2 separate regions of the Sus scrofa genome follow, and region 2 is linked to region 1. Evidence: chromatin contacts called from public HiChIP or PLAC-seq data. All regions are on one chromosome and are shown on one strand. The core of a region is the stretch at or near the end of the contact, and the rest is flanking DNA. Distances in the headings are between cores, read along the strand shown. Region 1 overlaps LOC106509843 (a long non-coding RNA gene). Region 2 overlaps THADA (thyroid adenoma-associated protein).

What was found. HiChIP or PLAC-seq counts read pairs in DNA pulled down with a chosen protein or histone mark.
Region 2: an H3K27ac HiChIP or PLAC-seq map of skeletal muscle shows a contact between it and region 1. The contact joins two enhancer-like sites. A contact is called at or near these places in 1 of 47 Hi-C or Micro-C datasets (embryonic fibroblasts) and 1 of 2 datasets of contacts at active chromatin or transcription factors (skeletal muscle).

Annotation. Positions count from the first base shown.
Region 1 is chr3:97,418,114-97,422,742 of Sscrofa11.1, forward strand. LOC106509843 (a long non-coding RNA gene) reads right to left here. Exons shown (of 8, transcript XR_002342750.1): 6 at 1,031-2,420. Among named protein-coding and RNA genes, the nearest start is that of TRNAI-UAU, 150 kb to the right of the region's middle. Within about 2 kb of position 2,173, at least 25 of the 83 cell types and tissues checked have an H3K27ac peak or open chromatin away from gene starts, as enhancers often do. A contact at or near this core is called in skeletal muscle, where this site is marked.
Region 2 is chr3:97,170,907-97,175,590 of Sscrofa11.1, forward strand. All of the region lies in intron 38 of THADA (thyroid adenoma-associated protein), which reads left to right. Among named protein-coding and RNA genes, the nearest start is that of ZFP36L2, 27 kb to the right of the region's middle. Within about 2 kb of position 3,360, at least 9 of the 83 cell types and tissues checked have an H3K27ac peak or open chromatin away from gene starts, as enhancers often do. A contact at or near this core is called in skeletal muscle, where this site is marked.

The DNA of each region.
Region 1 (4,629 bases), core at 923-3,422:
ACACAGCCCAGGCCAACATCTTGACTGTTAACCTCAGACAGACCCTGAGCCAGAAACCCCCCTGCTAAGCTGTTTCCAAATTCCAGATCCACAGGAAGCGTGTGAGATAATACATATTTATTTCAGCTAAATTTTGGATTAACTTACTATGCAGCAATAGGTAATTAATACAGATTTAATGATTTTATGATTCTCAATTCCTGGCCAGATCAAAACACACGTGAGCTTCAAGGAAAGGTCTGACGATTGGAATTGAAAATATACAGTTGCCCCAGCAAACGTGTACAGACATAATTGTGGGAGGGCTAAAGATCACACACACACACCTACCCAGATGGGTCAAATCAGTATTGTTCTTACTTTTTCTTATACTCTTCTCATCGTGATCTGATAATTCCTACTACTGACGGGCAAAAAGAAAACAAACAAAAAGAAAGCATTAAATTGCCCCTTAGACATAGCTCCATTTCTGTATGATTAACTCAGTCTCTTTTGAGTAAAATTGCTCAGTATTCCAAGGTTTTCTCACCCTTCCGCCTTCTCCCAGCCAAGATAATTTCCTGGTGCAGAGAGATGTTCATGGGCCTCACGGTGGTGGGACAAGAGGGTTGAAGGTCTGAGTGGAGTCCCCTGCATTCTTACACACACACACACACACACACACACACACACACACGCAGGACAGAGATGGTTCTGGTCCCTGGGGCTTGCTGGTGGGGTAGGGGCAGGAAGAGGTGAAGCCAAAGTGCATGGTCCCTGCACATAGCTGGTGAGGCAGATCTTGGCTCTGCGGCCCCTGGGACCTAGGACTACCTGGCTGCATTCTCACTAGAACGAGCAGCGTTGCATGAAGCCACTTCCCAGACTCCCTTCCTCAGCCATTCCAAACCACCTCCTGATTGGCACCATATTGTGCTGGCACCATCTTGCATCGCTGGTTTGCTAGGGAGGGGGTGTCATTAAAATTTCTCCCCACTGCAATCTGAGTCAAGTCCCACCCACCCCCTTGCTGTGAGATCTCCCCTCAGACCTGACTGGGTTTCTCCCACACGAGCCTCTGAGGTTGAAGGTTAAGGGGCTGCCCTTTTTGCTTCTCATGTTCTCTCTTCCTTAGGCCCCCCTTTTCTGGTCCCATTGCCATCAGCAGCAGCTTCTCTACATCATGTCCGCTTCACCCCCTGCTTGAGGTCTTGCTTCGAATTCACCCCTCCAACTTCATTGGGCCATACGCCTCAGCGGGAAGGGCTGCAGGAAAACAGGAATCACGGGGAGATGAAAACACATAACTTTACATATCTGCATGCAGAGACCCACGGACAATGGATACCAAGAGCCCTGCCTATCCAGGCCCCTCTGCCCGCAGACACCGTGGGGTGAAGTGGGACCAGCCCAGGGATTCCTCCGTGCTGCCCTAGGAGGATCCCCTCCTGGATCCCTCCTCTTTACCCTCAAGAATGTTTTTCTCACTGTATCTCTCAAAGGCCTTGGGAAAGAGGCAAAGAGGAGGGAAATATACCTCTATTCAGATCTTACTAAAGGTAAAAATCTGGAGATGCCTTTTAGCTGGTGGCCTTCCACAGCTTAAATGCCACCTGTCCCTTGAGGCTTCTGGACCCAAGTCCCCTCCGCTGAGCTCCAGACTCCAACATTGGCTGCTCTGGGGCTTGGCTGTCTGATCCCCCAGCGGATCCTCCAATTCAGCCGGCCCCCACATGACTCATTCTCTTCCTCAAAACAGCCTGCTCCTCTTTCCCCAAACCCACACGGCCCTGATCCTCTCTTCTCCCTAAACGGTTCTCATGCCTCCTTCCCTCTCTCCCACTGCCCCGGGTCAGCCCTCATTTTCTGCTTCCCCTCTGGGTTTTCCCTGCCACCTCCCCCCAGGCCGTTCATGGTGACCACGGGACTTTTCTTAATAGCAAGTTTTAGGTCTTAAGCACCACCGGCCCCCAGGCTTAAAATTCTTCCTGAACTCCCTGGCGCCCAGAGGACAACACCCTTGGCAGAGCGGCGAGCTCCTTCCCCATCTGGCCTCCCCTGACCCTTCTGCTCTGATGTGATGCTGCTTCATAGGTCCCCAAACAGGCCTGGCTCCCTCTCAATGGGGCCCCGGCACACCGGTGTTGGAATGTTCTCACCCTCTTGAGTGCCTGCTGAACTGCTCATTTTTCAAAATCCTGCCTGAGTCACATCCCCTGGGAAAGCGGCCTTGGAGTGAATCACGCCCTCCTCCACGTTCCCCGTTACTGTGGTACCTGATTCAGGTTTCTCCGGGGGCCCCTCCCATCCTTCGCCGTGCAGCCTGGCTGCAGCACTGTCACCTCCTACCTGGATTGTGGTAGGTGCCTTCTGACCGGTCCCCCAGCCCTTTGCCCTCACCCTTTCCAGGCTACTGTGGATACAACAGCTCACACGGTCCTCTGAAAAAAAAAAAAAAAAAAAAAAAAAAACAGTCAACACACATCTCTCTGCTCAAAACCCTCCAGCACCTCCCATCTCACCATAAAAGCTAAAACCCTATAGCAGCCTCTCAGATCCTCCTGGCATGGTCTTCCTTATCTCTGGACCCTCATTCCTGCTTCTCTTTCCCTCTCTACCCCAGACTCACTGGCTTCCTTGCTGCTCCTGAATATCGCAGTCCCCCTCCTGCCCCTGGGCCTTTGCACGTACCCCAAAAAACCATTCTCATCTCTGCTATCAGCTTCAATTCTTTGTTCCTGTCTCACCTTCTCAGGGAAGCCTGACCTCCTGGGCCCTGTGAACACAGCGACCAACCCACACCTCCTGATCCTCCTCACCTGCTCCACTTTCCTTTCTTATAACACTTTTCACTTTCTAAACATATTATTCACCTGATTTTTTTTTTTTGTCTTTTTGTCTTTTCTAGGGCCACACCCATGGCATATGGAGGTTCCAGGCTAGGGGTCTAATCAGAGCTGTAGCCGCCGGCCTACACCACAGCAACATGGGATCGGAGCCGTGTCTGTGACCTATACCACAGCTCACGGCAACGCCGGATCCTTGACCCACTGAACAAGGCCAGGGATCAAACCCACAACCTCATGGTTCCTAGTCGGATTTGTGAACCACTGAGCCACAACGAGAACTTATTTTTTTATTTTTATAGCCTGTCTGCTCTTCCAAAACTATTTTGTTTACGGAGAGATCCTATGAGCCTAGAATAGTGCAGACATGTGGTATACACTCAATAATAACTGAAGCAATCAAGCAAGCAAGCAGTCAATCAAAGCTATTTCTTGGTGGGCTCCCCAGAAGTCAGTGAAGTCCTAGAGGTGGAATCCATGCTCAGTCACCTCTGGATCCTCAGGGCTTAGCCCACTGCCCTGGCCACCATGGGTGTACAAGAACCAGTGAATGAATGAATGAATGGATAGATGAATGAATGAATGAAGGGGGCCCTGCCCTTTTGCCTGAGGAAGAAAAGCAGGGGCCTGAGCAGATAGTCCACACAAATGATACCACTGCCCGTTGGTTCCTGGGCTCCTCCTGTGCCAGGATCGCCAACATCTTCCTCCAGAGTCCCACCTTAGCCCTTTTCCCTTGGGTCCCTGCCCTGCTGGCTGTTTGTTAGAGTGAGTTGATCCGTTACTCTGCATTCAGGTAAGCCTGCCTGCATACTGCCTAAGACCGGAGGCTTTTCTGGAAAGTTATGCACTGCAGCCCGGGACAGTCCCTTAACCAAAGGATTGGAGCAAAGCGGTGATTCACCAGGTGTGATATGAGGCCACAAAAGCACAGGGGCCTGTACAGGGTGCCTCGGCCTTCCTTGGTATGCTCCTGAGGACAGGGACTTCATGCTGGGCTTAGCCCTGGTTTGAGGAGCCAAAATGAAACCCCCCATAGCGAGTGGGAGCGAGAAGGTAGGACATCCCGGGCCCTGCTCTCCGCTGACCCCTCCTGTCTCCCGTTCCTGCCGAGATCTCAGGCAGTAAGGGGTGGGGGGGAGGCTTGGATCCCCAGGCCCCGGGATGGACCTCCCGACGACGACGTGGGCCTTGGGGGTTTCAGGCTGTTTTTGTAACCACGGTCACGTGTTCCTCTGTGTAACCTGAGCTCCCTGACACGGCATGAGTCTGCACCCCAGCTCCCGGACCACATCTGCTTCTCATTTCCGTCCCAGGAAAATGGCCCAATTTCCATGAGTCGCTGGCCCAAGCCAAGCCTGGAGCCTCTCAGCGGCCAACCCCACCCAGCTGGGTTCCATTACTGGGGTGGGGGGTGGAGGCTGAGAGCATTAGAGGCAACGGTCATATTGTGGAGCTGGATGGGGGCCAGGAGGCCAGAGTGCTTGGGGGTGGTTCTGTCAAGACCTTGCTGTGTGTCCTTGGGGGAGTTTCTAACCTCTCTGAGCCCCAGCTTTCTCATGGTAACACATGGGTTACTCTACTAATGGAGGTATTATTAGGACTTGGGGACCAGGGTGGTTCTTTGGGGATAAAAACAACAGAATTTCAACAAAAACAGAACTGAGAAGGAATTGGTCTGAAAGCAGAACCACTGGCCCACGGCAGGAAACTGGTGGGGACCCGGAGCCGCTCTCCTATGTGAGCAGTGGGTTAGGCCCTTCCCTCAGTAGTTCGGTAGAGTTGGGCCCTAAGTCCTTGTGCT
Region 2 (4,684 bases), core at 2,110-4,609, 250 kb before region 1:
ACTATCAGAAGTATTAGGGAGGATTTCCTGTGGTGGCTCAGCAGTAGTGAACCTGACTAGCATCCATGAGGACATGGGTTCGATCCCTAGCCTCACTCAGTGGATTAAGGATCTGGCGTTGCTGTGAGCTGTGGTGGAGGTTGCAGACAAGGCTTGGATCCCACGTTGCTGTGGCTGTGGCGTAGGCTGGGGGCTACAGCTCTGATTTGACCCCTAGCCTGGGAACTTCCATATGCCGTGGGTGCAGCCCTAAAAAGCCAAAAAAAAAAAAGAAGAACTATTACGGAAAAAATTCTTAAAATTATAACCAAAGTATGATACTTTAAGCTTCCTTTCGCAAAATTTATAAGGTCAAGCAGATTAAATATAAATAAGATTATGAAGGATTTGAATGCTATATTTAAAAGCTTGGATATGGGTAACCTTGTATTCTGCAGTCAGAAAGTAAGCATCCATTCCAAATAGCTACATAACATTTACAAAATTGATTGTATTTTGAGTCATCAAGAAAATGTCAATTCCATAAAGTAGGAATCCTTCTAGGCCGCATTCTGACCAAATTACAAGCAAACTAGAAATTTGTAACAACAAAATACCACTTAGATATTTATGCACCCTTAAATTTTAAATAAGTTATGCCAATGGCAGAATAAAAAATTTGAACTCAGGGATTTCCCTGGCGGCTCAGCAGGTTAAGGATCCAGTTTTGTCACTGCTGTGACATGGGTGCGATCCCTGGCCCTGGAACTTCTGCAGGCCGTGGACATGGCCAAAAAAAAGAAAAAAGAATTTTTCAAAACTCCTTTGAGGCCCAAACAGATGAAAACACTATCAAGATTTTAGTAGATGAACCTCTCCTCAGGGGAAATACTTTGCAGTACTTTAGACAGTTAAATTTTGATCCGTAGCATATGATGGATTCTTTAAAAATCAGTAAGTGAAGATCATAGGAAAAGAGGCAAAAGATAAAAATCAAGCACTTTGTGAAATTAAAAAATAGCCATGGGAGTTCCCATTGTGGCACAACAGAAATGAATCTGACTAGTATCCATGAGGATGCAGGTTCGATCCCTGGCCTTGCTCAGTGGGTTAAGGATCTGGCATTGCCATGAGCTGTGGTTTAGGTCACAGATGCTGCTCAGATCCCCTGTTGCTGTGACTGTGGTGTAGGCTGGCAGCCTTAGCTCTGATTTGACCCCTAGCCTAGGAACTTCATATGCTTTGGGTGCAGCCCTAAAAAGCAAAAAAAAGAAAAAAAGAAAAGAGGGAGTTCCCGTTGTGGCTCAGCAGAAATGAATCCAACTAGGAACCATGAGGTTTTGTGTTCGATCTCTGGCCTTGCTCAGTGGGTTAAGGATCCAGCAGTGCCGTGAGCTGTGGTGTAGATTGCAGACGAGGCTTGGATCCTGCATTGCTGTGGCTGTGGCATAGGCCAGCAACTATAGCTCCGATTCGTCCCCTAGACTGGGAACCTCCATATGCCTTGGGTGCCAGCCCTAAAAAGACAAAAAGACAAAAGAAAAGAAAAAAATAGCCATGAACAGTACACATATGAAAAAAAAAAAATGCTCATGCTGACTTATAATAAAGAAATGCCAACTAGAGCGACAAGTACCCTGGCATTTTCCAGATATCTTACTGACAAAGGATAAAAAGATGGCTCTTACCCAGGATTGCTAAGGCTGTGAAGGAACAGACATGATATAGCTGGTGAAACTGTAAATTGGTACTTTTTTAATTTTTTATTTATTTATCTATGTTTGCTTTTTAGGGCCACACCCGCTGCCATAAGCTGTGGTGTAGGTCGCAGCCATGGCTCGAATCTGCCGTTGCTGTGGCTGTGGTGTAGGCCAGCAGCTGTAGCTCCGATTCGACCCCTAGCCTGGGAACCTCCATATGCTGAGGGTGTGGCCCTAAAAAAACCAAAAGACAAAAGTAAAATAAAATAAAAATAAAAAAGCAGTGGAGGTCAGCATTCCTTTAGCACCCTAGATCATGGACCATGTTCCATCTTGGCTTTACTTGTTCCTTAGTGTTCTGCAAGCTTGCTCTCCACGTCAGATCCTCCAGAATCTTCCAGAATCTTCAGGAGCCCTACACAGGCCAGGTTACCCACAATCCCAATATAACTCTGTAGTCAACTCTTTCTCTCTCTGACCCTTGGCTGGGAGAGGGGCCAGCAGTCTCCGCCGTACTCAGGGAGAGGCGCAGGAAGCCGACCCCTCAAGGAGGAGAGAACGTGAAGCTTGATATCCCCCAGTTGCTGATTAGCATCCTGCCTCCTCACAAGTCTCTGTGCTGCTTCACCTCCCGTGTCCAAAAGTGACCATCCACTTGATTCCACCCCCCACCCCCACCCTCAGTGTAAATACTGGCCTGGTCACTGCGTTCTGGTTCAAAGAATGGTTTGGCCTCCAGCGCAAGGCTGCCAGATTTAGCGAAGAAAAATACAGGACACCCAGTTAAATTTGAATTTCAGATAAACCACGAATAACGTCTTTGTGGAAGTATGCCCCATGCACTGTTTGGGACGTGTGTATCCTACAACGGCATTCATTGTTTACCTAAAATTCTAATTTAATTGGGCATCCTCGGTTTAATTCAACAATTTTTCTCTCATGGGCTTCTGTGAGTCCCCATTCCAAGGGGGGCATCTGAAAGTTTAAGGATAAAGATCAGTAAGGAGGAGTTCCCATTGTGGCTCGGCGGATACGAATCTGACTGGGATCCATGAGGACGCAGGTTCGATCCCTGGCCTCGCTCAGTGGGTTAAGGATTCGGCGTTGGTGTAGGTCACAGATGTGGCTTGGATCCTGCGTTGCTGTAGCTGTGGCATCGGCCCGAGGCTACAGCTCCCATTCGACCCCTAGCCTGGGAACCTCCATATGCCGCAGGTGTGGCCCTAAAAAGACAACAACAACAAAAAAGATCCAGGAGTCATAAGTAATAGTTACTGACTGATACGCATTGCCCAGAGCCCTGCAAGTCACCTCACCCCAGAACCTTCTGAACGCTCCCCTTTCTGTGCCTCCTCCCTTGTCGCACGTGCTTCTGAGCTTGGGCCTCACTTCCTCCCCCCCGATCTTCCTCTCCTTGAGTCTGTGGCTTTCCCCTGCCCTCACCTCTCCTCCTCCTGTTCCCTTACTCGGCTCTCACTGGTCCAGAACATGTAATTAAAGTTTACATATTTGAGTGTCGGTTGTACTTACTAAATAAGGTTTTACGTTCCTTGCTGTATTTTAAATAGCAGGGGAATTTAACTTCGTGCGTGTTTCATTTTCCTTTTATTGATAGGTAGTCTTACATTTATTTTTAGCTACGTGACTCATTGACCTTCACCTTGGGTGGGAAGAAAGGTCTCCCGTTTCCGGAATGAGCTCATCTGCATCTTCCTGAGACCGATGCAAACAAGAAGGAGGAGATAGAATAGATCGAAATGGGGGGACAAAAAGGGGATCCTGCGAGGTCGACCCATTCCTGGGAGGAGGCTCAGAAATGTCCCATACTGCCCACAGCGAGCCTTTTGGGGTCGGGCCCAGCGGCCCAGGGTGGGGTACCCCTCTCTCCTCTTTGGGATGATCACCTGACTCTTCCCCAGCCTCCAACAGACAGTGAAGGGCATGGCTGGGGCTAATTGCTAGGGTTCCCCCCTGGCCTTCTGCTTCCATTCTCTGCCTCTCCCAGTGGGAGCTGACACTTGAAGGAAACCATTCTGGCTCCCTCCCCGGTACAAGTGGGCTCTGGACATTCTCTGTACCCCCTCTGCATTAGAACCCCTGGTTTCTACCTGCTGCCCTGAGACTCTGATTTCTTCTCACTCATTCTCCCCCTGCCTTTCTTTCTCCATCCCCGTTGTCTGCCCACCCACGGAGGAGCTGCTTCCCCATCAGGGAAGGAGCCCTTTGACGGGCAGTGCTGACTTGAGAGCGAGCAGGGATCTGGGCATCGCAGAGCCACCTCCCTCCTGAACTAGTTGGCCCTCTTCTCTTGGCCTCAGTGTTGTCATCTGTACAGTGGGGATGATCACCCGTCTCACCTGCCTCGCAGCTGCATTAAAATATCAACGAAAACAGGAGTTCCTGTCATGGCACAGTGGTTAGGAACCATGAGGAACCATGAGGTTTCGGATTCGATCCCTGGCCTTGCTCAGTGGGTTAAGGATCTGGCGTGGCCATGAGCTGTGGTGTAGGTTGCAGACGCGGCTCGGATCTGGCGTTGCTGTGGCTGTGGCGTAGACTGGTGGCTACGGCTCCAATTAGACCCCTAGCCTGGGAACCTCCATATGCTGCAGGAGCAGCCCTGGAAAAAAGCAAAAAAAAAAAGAAAGAAAGAAACTTGCTCTTTGTCATAGAGTCCTTTTCATGCCCCCGGCTTAGAGAACCTTCCCGCTTGGTCTTACAGGCCTCTTTTAACTCCTTCTACAGGAGATCCATGAACAGCTGGGTGTTCTGCCCCATCTCTCTTTTCTGGCAGGGAGAACCCGAAGGAGGCTGAAGGAGTAGCTCTGTCCTCCTTGACATCCCAGCCTATGTTTCCGTAGAAGGGAGTGTGGCCTCTGCCAAAAGCTTGGCCTCACAGTTCGTGACCGAGTTGAGGTATCGTCTTCACTTTGCGGGGGAGGCAGCTACCTGAGTTTGAGGTCAGCACAGGCCAGATGGCTGGAGCTACCCAAAGACTCCTGGGC